Regions from separate parts of the Mus musculus genome. Here regions 2 and 3 are each linked to region 1. The links are chromatin contacts, called in public Hi-C and HiChIP or PLAC-seq maps. All regions are on one chromosome and are shown on one strand. Each heading gives the region's core, a stretch centred on a gene start, on an enhancer-like site or on the middle of the called end of the contact. The rest is flanking DNA. Distances are from core to core; before and after follow the strand shown. Region 1 has its middle 49 kb from the start of Gm34960. Region 2 overlaps Scfd2 (Sec1 family domain containing 2). Region 3 overlaps Scfd2 (Sec1 family domain containing 2).

Region 1 (3,883 bases), core at 899-3,398:
TTCTCCTCTCTCCTTTCTCCTCTCTCCTCTCTCCTCTCTCCTCTCTCTCTCTCTCTCTCTCTCTCTCTCTCTTTCTCTCTCTCTCTCTCTCTCTCTCTTTCTCTCCTCTCTCCTCTCTCCTAAGAGTCTCTCTCTCTCTCCTCTCTCCTTCCCTTTCTCCTCTCTCCTTTCTCCTCTCTCCTCTCTCCTCTCTCCTCTCTCTCTCTCTCTCTCTCTCTCTCTCTCTCTCTCACACACACACACAGGTTTAAAAGAAGAATGCTATATCTAATTTTTATGATATGCTCATGTTTTTATTCTTTTTTTTTCTTGTTTTGGTTTTTCGAGACAGGGTTCCTCTGTGTAGCCCTGGCTGTCCTGGAACTCACTCTGTAGACCAGGCTGGCCTCGAACTCAGAAATCCGCCTGCCTCTGCCTCCTGAGTGCTGGGATTAAAGGTGTGCGTCACCACGCCTGGCACTTGTTTTTTATTCTTAAAGGAACACAGTAATGAACATCCAATTGCCTTCCATAAAGGTCCCATTAAGAGACCAACAGGCATAGAAATCCTAATGGTGTGTGCACCATATCTTGTGTAGTAAATGCCTAAAGAAATAGAGGAGGTTGTAGGAGCTTAGGAAGAAGAAAGCAAAACACAGGTTCAGAAGTAATGGCTCACGATAATCATCCTTAGCACCAATAAACTAAGACCCTACAACTTGGAGGCCCAGGAAGATAGCTTTACCTCTTACTTCAGTTTTACTTCAGCCCAGTGGGAGGCATCCCTGAGCTGGGTCCTGCGGGTGTCACCACAATTTAGGGAAGAGGGAAAGGGATTCCAGTCAGGGAACAGGTGTGGATGCTGGGACACCTGACACATGACCCTTAGGAATGCCAAAAGGCCTTGGTGTGGCTGAAATGCACACCATCCCTTATTGGCTTATTTTAGGGGTTTGGGCTTTGCCAGGACAACTGAGGAGGAGTCATTGGAGGGCTTCCAAATAGGCAACAGTCATGATCAGATTCGAGTTTTAGAAAGATGGTCTGGCTGCTGCCTGGGAAATGAACATCAGTGGTTGAAATGAATATCAGTGGTTGCTGATCGGAGACAGGAAGACCTTACCTTGAACACGTCTGGATTTGTGCCGATCCAGAGTGAGTACATGGTAAACTGGGCAGCAAGTGTCTGCTCTCCTGAGACTCTCATTCTGGTGGGTGAAGGAATTAAGTGGCCAGGTACTCAGAGGTTGTGACGACCTTCATTCAGGTGAGGACTCGAGTTTTAGTCCCTGTGCCTCTTGAAGTGTGCATGTGAAGAGCTCCTGACCTATGTGTGATCCTCATGATGCTGTTCTGTCCCCCTGCCCACCAGAGTTTGACTGTCGTTCAGTTGGCCTCTAGTCCACTGTATGTATACGGTGCAGCAAAGCCAAACTGCAGTGTGATTCTACCTGCTTACTCTCTTCTTTCTCCAATGGGACGTTTTGTGGCACCTTTCCCTGGAGAGCTGGAGAAATGGCATGGGTTAGTCGGGACTTTATTAACAAATAGGCTTTGTGTTACAATGGGTTTTGCCAAATTATGTGAATTATGTGAGTGTTCAGGACATATTCAAGGTGAACCGGGAGGAACTCGTTGGAGGGTTTTGCCTGTGCAGTCAATACTTTCTTGGCATCTGGTTCCACCTTCTGATGGGTTTAATGGGAACATAACGTCATAGTAAATCTCTCCCATAACTCCAAAGTGCATGTCTGGACTCTTGTGTGTGTTTAGATGGACTAACTGGCTCAATAGAAATGGATATTAAGTAACACGATTTTGTTTCCTTATTTAAAAAAAAAAAAAAACTAATGGAATGAGAGTGCTTCATAAGAAAATCCTATAGCTTTTGCTGCCAGACACTTTGTTTCTCCCTCACAGAGCCACTGCTCGGGAGCTATCCTTTCATTTCCATGTTGAGAGGAAAAATGGAGAAGCCAGGGAACCAGCGCCGTTTGGAAAATGCTCGCCACAACATCAGGACCCAAGTTCCATCCAGCGGCGTATACATACATATGGGTGTGGTGACACCGTCTTTCCATGGTACCAGGGAAGCAAAGACAGGCAGGTTCCTGGAGCTCGCTGCCAGTCTGCTTAGCCTACCCTGTCTTGAACAGCAGGGGGCAGCAAGAGACAAAGAATACAACGCTGAACTGGGCTTCCCCAGCCCCCATCCTTGTTTGGCTTAGAAGAGTATGAAGTGGGGAGAGGCCGGTGGAGGAGTAGGAACCGAATCCAAGCCACAGAATCTCAATTCACAAAGATAAGTGGATGCAGGCCTTGCTGGAGCAAGATTTACTGAAGACAATAGCCAGACTTGAGTTTCACTGAAGAAGCCGCCCTGTGGAATCCTTAACGAAAACCTGGCTCTCTTCGGTGGCATCCACCGCATTGAGAAATAGCTCCGTAAATGAGACAACCGAATGTAGTTCTCTTTGAATAAAATTCGGTGACCTGAAGTTATTCTGCTATGAGTGGGAAGCATGAGTCTCAGAAGCTAGAGGTACCCGGGCATCTGGGGTGCCTGGCATCCAGCACTGTACCTCTCTGGACTCAGCTGATCAGACCAGGCCATATGTAAAATACTGGGTCCGGAGGGGAGTGGTCGTAGACAGAGTCTCACATGTCTCTAGAATCCTTGTGATGCGTGAAAATCTGAGCCTTAATGCAGGATTTTCCGAGCTAAAGAAAACTTAATCAGGAAACGGATGGGTTTGTTGCCAAATGTTTCTATGGCGTCCTGGAGTTAAATGGTGAAATTAGAAGTCCTGGCATAGCTTTGAGGATCCTGTGATGGCCTGAGCATTTCGGCTAGGCGTGAGTGTGGAAGCAGCTAGGGGATGGCGCCAGTCCCGTTCCGATTTTGAATAGTTGTCGCACTATGGAATAAAGCCACAGTGTGTTTGTTGCACTCAGATTTCCACTAGGATTTCTTCCTTCAGTCTCCCCAAGCTTTGGCTTTCTCATCGGTAAAATAATGTATTTAATAGGGATCTGGGGTGGATGGGAAATGATACACCTGGGGACGCTGAGATGCAACTGTGGTCCAGATGGAGCTGGAAGCTCCTCTCTCCGGCTCCCGGGAAGTCCCACGGGGTTTACTCAGACCTCCCGGAGTTTTCCAGGCGTCCCGCCAACTCTTGAAACACAATAGATAAATTTTTTACTTATAAGTTGCTATAAGTCTTCTCTCAAGTGAGATGTACTTAAAAGTGCAGTGTGCTCGACTTTGAAACTGTCTTAGCAATCATGGACAGCGCTAGGTCTTTCACAGGTGGTTGTAGCATGGCTGGAGAGAAACAGGCTTTAGAGCCGGCCAGTGACTCCTCAGCCTACAATGACAGGGCCAGTCCCGACTGTATCGAGGCTTTCTTTTAGAAATCTGGTACCAACTTCACAAATCCTAGTGGGAGAGGCAGGGTCAGGGACATCAAGAAAGTTGCAGTACAGGCTTGTTGTAGAATATTTGCATATTTACTGTTTCCAGTGCACCTCACTTTGAATCGGATACAGATTTGCTCAGGATATAAAGTCAGCTTCCACACCAGATCGGTCGGGTTAGATAACTGCAAATGTCACTCTGTTTTTTTTTTTTTCTTGGCGTGCAAATGGTTATTAGTGTGAGGTCTGTATTATGACTCTGAAAAAGCTTCTGAACGGAGTTTTGGTATTTTGGTTTTACATTGGTAACAATCTTTTTTGGCTTAATCAAAGCTTTTGGGTGAGGGGTGGCATTCATTACATCACTCTGAAACTCTGGCTGGCGTGCAACTCACTGTGTAGACCTGGCTAGTCTTGAACTTGTGGAAATCTGTCTGCTTCTGCCTTGTAAGTGCCGGGATTAAACTCTGACCTCACCAGGCTC
Region 2 (3,883 bases), core at 360-2,859, 460 kb after region 1:
GGAATGAAGATGCACAGGCTGCTGCATTGACTTTCTGCAGGATGAAAGGAGGTTAGACCTGACACCAGAGGCTGTGATGTTCCAGGCATGAGAAACGCCTTGCATGAAGATCCGATACACAGAGTTCAGCAAAGATGCTGAAGGCTGGGATCAGAGGAATTACAGGCAGAAACTGTTCTTATCCACCACACCTACAATCCACACGTTCCTTCCTTGCCTTGCCCATGTGAACATTCTATGTGTGGAATGCAGTGTTATTTGTGTGGCTATTCTCTCCTCCAAGACACTACTCCCAGACTGACTCCACAGAGGTGGCTCGCTGCCTTGATAAGGCCACAGAGTCCATCCATACAGCATCAGTGTGCAGCTCCCTTGCAGACACACCCCTACACTGCCTTAGCCTGCTGGGTACGCATGATTCCATGACAGCTCAGAGTGCACTGCATCAGGGTGCCTGGGGCTCCTCACAAGACTTAGGGAAGAAAAACACTTATCTACTTCCATACCCTACACAATGCCAAGTACACAATGGGAAATCAATAAATATTTGTTGAACACACATATGAGGTCAGTGGGATACAGCTCAATTCTCAAACATAGCCAGATATATCTTTTTTAAAAATTCTACATAGCACACCCTGATACAATTGGTTAGGGTACAATCAGACATAGCATGGATCTCTAGTCTGTGAAAGCCACTGTAATTCGGCATTGCCTGCTGTTAGGAGATAGGGGACTAGGTTTACTCTAAGCTAGTTTCCACTAGAAAATGTTACTGGTGAAGTAGTTTTAGCAGATGTTTTGAATACAAACTGACACTGCAAGGTAATGATTTAGCAGATAACTAAAAGTTAGAAAGTCAGAAGGGAGAAGTGGGGGACGCCTTTCAACTGCCCAGCTTTGTTATGGGGTGGGGAGCTGTTATTTTCTGCCTAGGTTTTTCATCAAGCGGAGATCACTATATTTAAGGGAATTTAACAAGAGTAAATACAGAGAAGTACAGTAATGAAAACTAAGAATATGCCTGTGTTGTTAGGACAGTCCATAATTATGAATTTTATGTCTTCATGCATCACGATTGGTTCTTAGACACTTCCCATGCACCCAGACTTTGGGCTTCGTGTCTGGGATTCAGAGGTGGGGAAGACAACAGCTCTCCTTAGAAGGAACTGACAGTAAAGAATGCAAGCATCCTAATGACAAAAACCCCATCTATAATCTTATGCCCATGCATGGAAGAAGCAACAGGGGAACTGGGAGCAGGCTTGCCAGGAACAGCCCAGTCTGTCAAGCGCATGCTGTCAATCAGGCAGACCAGAGAAGGCTGAGGTTGGTCAGTATGTGGCTCTTCCCATCGTCCTTACAACACCAGCTCAGTGGGATCCTCTGCCATGGCCATGCTCTAGCAGAGCGGCCCAGCTCGTGTGCTCCCATAGCTTCTTCAGATCATATCTTCAAGCTGTGCCTGCATTAAAACTTGTCTCTAAGAACTTGCTAAACTTGGGAAAGGGAGGGGGCTTCATTTTCCTTCTGCAGTAACCTACATTGGCCACCAAGAGGCGCTATGGATCAACAAATGAGTGTACGCTGCTCTGTGGGACTCTGAAGTACAAACCCAGATTAACCAGCATCAGAAGGCCAGCAACTCTTGTTGGAAGACAGATGTTTGTCCAGCAGAGTACAGATGCTTTTGACCAAAGTTCCAAAATAAATCTTTCTTGTAAAGTTTAGTTAGAAGGCAGAGACTGTTTCTTACAGAGGTTTCCAAAGCTAAAAATAACTTCTTTCTCAGTGGGTCAACTTGGGTAGGGAAATAAAAAGGCAAACAAAACATTAAATAACAACAACAACAACAACAACAACAGACAAGCTCAACTCTCACAAGTTAAAATGAAGCTCTGGGGGCGATGAGAACATCTCTTTGAAAGGACACATGCTGGAAGCGGCTCTGATCATGTCACCCTTGGCCTCAGTTTTGAGTGACCCCATTCGAACAGGAACTGTCCTTACTCTCCAGGCAGAACTGGCCAACGCTTCATGTTTGTAACATTGCAGTCAGTTGCCATGGGAAGTAATCTACTGCTGCAGGCATCTTTTGGGTTAGCACTCCTGGATCATACAGAGGCAAAAGCAGCCAAGCAAACGGTAAATCTTGTCTGCGCTAGTGTGTTCTTCTTAGGGCTTAGTGAGAGTCAGAAAAACTGGGCAAAACTGTTACAATAGGAATTTTTAAAACTCTGCTAAATACTTGTGCAGAACTTTGGGAATGAACTTTCCATTGACTGAGACCACTCTTGAGCTCACTAGTCATGGGCAGGTTTCTCATTTTCTTTGTACTAGACAAATTGAAGGCTGGTACTATAAGTGGCTCTATTAGGATAAAAGTGAAAGACTTAGCTCCCCAGAGTTTTAAATATTTCGTTTGAAATTAGCTGTGTAAGTATTTTTCAAAAGCCTCCTAGAGAACCTGAAAACACAAATATTTCCTAAGGCTTCTTAAGTATTTAACGACATTAAAAAAATGCTCAAAATATTACCCAGCCTTTTCCCCCCACCCACATCCTCTCCCCTGGAAGAGAGAAGAAGCAGAAGTCCTTGCCATACTAATCATATTTGGGTGGTTACCACTGGCTAATTATAATACAATGGGCTATTTTCAGATTCCTAAAAATAAGGGAAACTTCATCAAATGCTGGGAAGGGCTGTGCAAGGGCGCCACACGGTCCACATGACACCCACAAGGGACAAATGTGAGAAACATTTCAATCACATGAAAAGCAAGGGCACCACGCGGACCACTTGACACTTTGAAGAAACCAACTCGGGAACATTTCAATCACACGGAAGCAGAGAGGATGAAGGAAACAAGTTTACTAGAAGCGTGCCGTGGGAGCGATGCAACTCGCCCAAACTTCCAATGATGCTGGTGGACCTCTTCTGTGTGCATCTTGAAGGAGACTGAATGCCATGCAGGCTTGTGCATGGACAAACACAATAAACAGACAGTCAGACAAACAAACAAAACTTTTAAACAAGTGCTTAGTATGTAGCCCAGGCTGGCCCTGAATTTTACATCCTCCGGCATCTATTTCCCAAGCTCTGGGATTGCAAGCATGCACTACTGTGTCTGGTCCCTAAATAACACCATTTAAAAAAGTGTTTGATAAAACCTTGTTGTATCTTTTAAATTGAAGCCATTTGGATTTCATCAAAGTATGATTCTTAAAAATATCCAATGGTAGGAACAATAAGTTATTTTAAAATCAATTCTGGGGTTAAGAATAAGGATCTGTTTGTAAAACAAAGGGGATGTGCTGAGGAATGAGGAGACAGCAGGGACTGAGTGAGTGGAGAGGCGACGGCACCTCTTGGTGGGAATCAGACTCTTACACGTAAACTGAAGGTGCAGTCAGATGGTTTCTCTGTCAGCTCAGGATGCTTGTTACAACTCCACTCTTAGAGCTCTACTGTACTGACACTGAAGAACCTCACCGGTACCTGCTGGTCAGGTAGAAAAGGCTGGAGAGGCAGCTGCCTAGTCCCTGCAGCAATTTCCACGGTAAGCTTCATCCACTAGTCCCTTATTCATGTCACCACGGTGTTCCTAACCACAGAGTCTTATTCCTCCTGCCATCTCTGGCCCCTCCAGCTCCTGCTCTCCCTCTTTCAGGCTTCCTCTGCCCTCACCCCAGCTGGCTGCCTGGCTTGCTGCTATGTACCATGCAGATGGCATTGGGTGGAGCCTTCTCACCGCTCATCTCCCAGAGTCTGTGCCGGCATCCTCCTTTCCTCATGTCTGTGGACAACCTGCCTCTACCGCCATCCCAAAGCAGCATCAGATAATGCCATGTCTCTGCTCAAATCCCTGTGATCCTCTCTCCAT
Region 3 (3,883 bases), core at 682-3,181, 400 kb after region 1:
ACTGTCCTACCATAGTTCTGTGCTGTACACATGTAGGTGTTCAGTGTGTAGTTGTGTGAACTATAAAATTACCTATCTAGGCTTGTTTTGTCTGGAATTATGGGAGACTTCTACTTTAAGACTCTGCCCATAGTCACCAGTTATGACAGCCAACCATCAGAGTTGAGTTTTTATAAGGATGTAACTTAAGCATTTATTAAAAAACAACCTCCCTCAAGCCCTGATCTTCCAATTTTGAACAGCGCCATGTCAACCTTACTCCTTTAAAACCCATTTGAGAGTCTCTCTCACTAGCACGGCTTTCTCCCGCCACGCCCCAAACTCCTCCCATGTCTGCCCAAGGTTGTGCTCTGTTGGTCTGGTGGGGAAGGAGGATGGTCTTGGACAAGGAGCTTCTTCCTGGGGACTCAGCTGACCCTCTCCAGAGGAACACTCCTGGATGCCACAAACCACTTCCTCAGCCCCACCCTCTCCTCCTGACTGAAGTCACAAGGAAAAGTCCATCTTTCTCTTCCGTGTAGACTCAGGGTTTCTGTAGCTGAAGTGAGGTCAGTAGCAGAGAATGTTTCTGAGGGAAAAATTACCTGACAGGAGACGCTGTCCCATCTCTGAATATCTGGGTGAGCCACCAGTCTGACTGGTCACCCTGGGAAGTCAACTAACTGGGCCTCAGTGGCAAGACCTGCTTCTCTCTGCCTGTCCAGTATTCTGCTAGCCAGAGCCCTGCCCACCTGCCCAAAGCTCCCTCTGCCAACTTTGGAGAATGCCACTGTGTGACACCAGTGTCAGGCTGGCTCTTAGCCTCAGCCACCTTCTGAGCATGCACAGGCAATGCTTCCATACCACCGTGGGTCCCTGTTCACTTTCTTTCCTGCAGGCTGGTGGATCCCTTCCCTCAAAGCTCGACACATTTGTTAGCTGTAAGTTGATCCCTTCTTTTCAGCACACATTTATGGAGTACAAAGTGTTCCAGGCGCTGGAGGCATAGCTCCTGCTTTCGGTGGACTGGACTATCAGGGAGGAAAACCATCAAGCAAAGAAGTGAGTCACAATATGTCACAGGAGGTTTGCACCTAGGGGAGGTAGAGGTAGAAGGGTGAAGGTGAGGAGGCTTCAAAGGGTCTCTTGGAGGAAGAAGCGTGTCGGAAAGATCTTTGTTCAAGTGAGTAGGCCTGTGCTGCAGACAGCCACGAGGAAAGCATCTAGACAGACAAGCAGCAGCAAGTGCAGAGGTAAGACGATCCCTGGGGCTTCCAGGAGAGCAATGGCTGAGAGGGACAGAGGCAGCCAGGGCTTTGCCACCTGGGGCCTGGTACAGAAAGTCCCTAGAGGACGGAGAAAAGACAGAGCAGAGCTCTGAGTGGGAAGGGAACTGCATAGCCCAAGGCTGCCTATGCAGGAAAGGTGGTGGCCCTGGAACGTATGGGGCTGAAAGCAGCCCGTTACCCAAACAGGCTGCCTCCAGCTCTGGGTTTCACATACTGTTAGCATCTGTTAGCGTCCTCTGGTCCCTTCCTGACAGTAGGAACACAGCGAGATACAGGCAGGCAAAAGCCACATGAAATAAAACCCTGATCATGCCATACCACAGAAAGAAGCTGGCCCATTACCATGGCTGCATTGCCACCAGCTCTTGAACTATCAAGAGCCTTGATTTTTGCCATGCCAGAGTCACCAACCAAAGGGAGAGTGGAAGCCAGGTTCCAGAAAGCACCAGCGAGAGAAGAAGCCATGAAAACCTTCCACCACTGACAGAACTGGCTGTCCCCTCCGACCCTGAGGATTCAGGATTGATCAACTTTCTGGGAAGGAAGAGTTCTTATTACTTCAGGAGAAGAAGCAGGATTTTAAACTTCCCATCCCATGTAAATATTTACCCAGCCCTTGCCCTGGGGCAGGGCTCTGAGAGAAACAAACCAAACCAAACCAGCCAAATGCTGCTGCCTGCTTGGACTCCCACTGTAGCCCCAGGGCCTGAGCAGGCTGCACTGAGTGTTCAGTGGACAGAAGGCTCTGCTCTAATTTCCCCAAAACATCCATTTACCCCTCAGAACTGGGGTGGGCAGTAGAGTTGCCAATCCTCTCCACACAAATGAGACTCAGAGAAGCTCTGCCACTCTCCCATTATTTAAGGTAGACTGCTAGACCCAGAGCCCAAACTGTCAAATGGTTGTGTTTCATCTGCAGTCAGCAAACCTAGGAAGATTTTTTGGTAACAAGCACAGCATAAACATGGTAAAATGGCTCCAGTGTACACAGTAGCAGGAGGAAGATCCATCTAAGCTGTGCTGAGCCTAAATGATGGGTGTTTGGAAACTTACACATTTTTTATTGCCTGCAGGCCCACAGTGATAGGGGGCTAATCTGTGAGACACTAACCAGTACAGGCCTCTGTTGCCTGCTGCCAGGCACAGCTAAGACTGGATTGCAGCAGGAGCAGGTGGCTTATCCTCAGGACTTAGCATGCTTACAGTACAGGAAGGACTATGGAGATACTGCCTGAATCTCCTCTTAACTATTTCTATGTCCAAGTGACAGTGACTTTAAGTAGTGACATTGCACTTTAAGAAACAGGATCCCCCTCTGCATCTTCCGCACTGCTGGGCAGTCACTGGTGGTTGACACCATCCCCAGTCTCTTCTTCTGGCACAAGCCAGATTTTGTTCTTCCCAGAGAGGGACCCACAACAGAGAAGATGCTAACTATCACTGTGAACGGCAATCACCTGACGGTTCTGTATCCATGCATTCAACCGGCTGTGGATAAAAGATATTCTGGAAAATAATCCATCCACACTGAACATGTATAATGCTCAGGCTTTTCTTACTCCCTAAATGTTGAGTGTAACAGCTTTCTGCATAGCATTTACATTAGCCTGGGTCTAAAAAGTAATCTAGAGATGACTTAAAATACACAGGCAGCTAGCCATATGTAGGTTGTATGCAAATAGTACATCATTTTTATATAGGATAATTAATTGGGAATTTGAGAGTTTGTGTCTAGAAATTTCTGTGAATATAAACAGATGACTGTCCTGAGTTTCTAGGGCTGTTTGTTATTTCCTTTACCTAACTGATATGAATACTGGCCCTCCAACTTCTAGGTTAAAAAAAATAAATAAAGAATCTATACAGTCAACTAGAGAGAAAAAGACAGCAGATACTACTGGCCATTACCACACCTTAGGTATAACCTTACTCATACCTAATTTTGGTAATCCTGAGAAATAAGTATCATCTCCATTTTATACTCACAGAAACTGAGGTCAGAGAGGGAAGAAGCTTTGAAGTTAGAAAGCTAACAAATGGGGGCAGTTTCTGCATCTCGCGGTTATACGGTACTGTCTGTAAAAAGCACATATAGCTAGATAACTCTATAGGCCAAATGGGGGTCCCAGGATGGAGGAACTAGGAAGGCTGGGCATCCAGACTTGTGGCATTTACTAGGTGTTCGTAGCATGCATATGAGTGTCGGGGCCTGGGGCAGGGCCAGCATGAGTCCGTTCTGGCAATGGGATGGCAACTGATGGAGGCTACCAAAGTGGAGACTGTAATACGCTAAGGGAAAAGTCTCCAGCTAGAACAGGGATGGGGCAGGACCCGGAAGTCCACTCACAGGCATGGAGGGGAGGAAGAAAAATGAGCAGAGAGGAGTAAGCTGGGAAGGAAGCAAGGAACAATGGCCAAATAAGGAAGTGCCAGTGATGAGCTTCCTTTCCTGTCCAGATCTGCACACTTGGTAAAAATACACCATATGTCTCACCCTGGCACACGGAGATGTTGAGGCATACTGCTATTGGTGGGTGGCATTAAAGATACCCCTCAGGAGCCAAAAAAGAGGCCACTCCACCCTCCTGGAATAGCAACCCCCAGCCCAGCTGGTC

Evidence for each region. A called contact is a pair of places that touch in the nucleus more often than the background predicts. HiChIP or PLAC-seq counts read pairs in DNA pulled down with a chosen protein or histone mark.
Region 2: a Hi-C map of uterus shows a contact between it and region 1, with 4 times the contacts expected there. The contact joins two enhancer-like sites. A contact is called at or near these places in 4 of 484 Hi-C or Micro-C datasets (cortical neurons, palatal mesenchyme and uterus) and 2 of 115 datasets of contacts at active chromatin or transcription factors (embryonic basal ganglia and forebrain).
Region 3: an H3K4me3 HiChIP or PLAC-seq map of forebrain shows a contact between it and region 1, with 6 times the contacts expected there. The contact joins two enhancer-like sites. A contact is called at or near these places in 1 of 484 Hi-C or Micro-C datasets (bone marrow-derived macrophages) and 6 of 115 datasets of contacts at active chromatin or transcription factors (embryonic basal ganglia, embryonic stem cells and forebrain).

The regions. Positions count from the first base shown.
Region 1 is chr5:73,852,058-73,855,940 of GRCm38.p6, forward strand. No RefSeq gene overlaps it. Among named protein-coding and RNA genes, the nearest start is that of Gm34960, 49 kb to the left of the region's middle. Within about 2 kb of position 2,149, at least 57 of the 459 cell types and tissues checked have an H3K27ac peak or open chromatin away from gene starts, as enhancers often do. A contact at or near this core is called in forebrain and uterus, where this site is marked.
Region 2 is chr5:74,310,037-74,313,919 of GRCm38.p6, forward strand. All of the region lies in intron 5 of Scfd2 (Sec1 family domain containing 2), which reads right to left. Among named protein-coding and RNA genes, the nearest start is that of Gm32064, 4.6 kb to the right of the region's middle. Within about 2 kb of position 1,610, at least 31 of the 459 cell types and tissues checked have an H3K27ac peak or open chromatin away from gene starts, as enhancers often do. A contact at or near this core is called in uterus, where this site is marked.
Region 3 is chr5:74,249,235-74,253,117 of GRCm38.p6, forward strand. All of the region lies in intron 5 of Scfd2 (Sec1 family domain containing 2), which reads right to left. Among named protein-coding and RNA genes, the nearest start is that of Rasl11b, 56 kb to the left of the region's middle. Within about 2 kb of position 1,932, at least 25 of the 459 cell types and tissues checked have an H3K27ac peak or open chromatin away from gene starts, as enhancers often do. A contact at or near this core is called in forebrain, where this site is marked.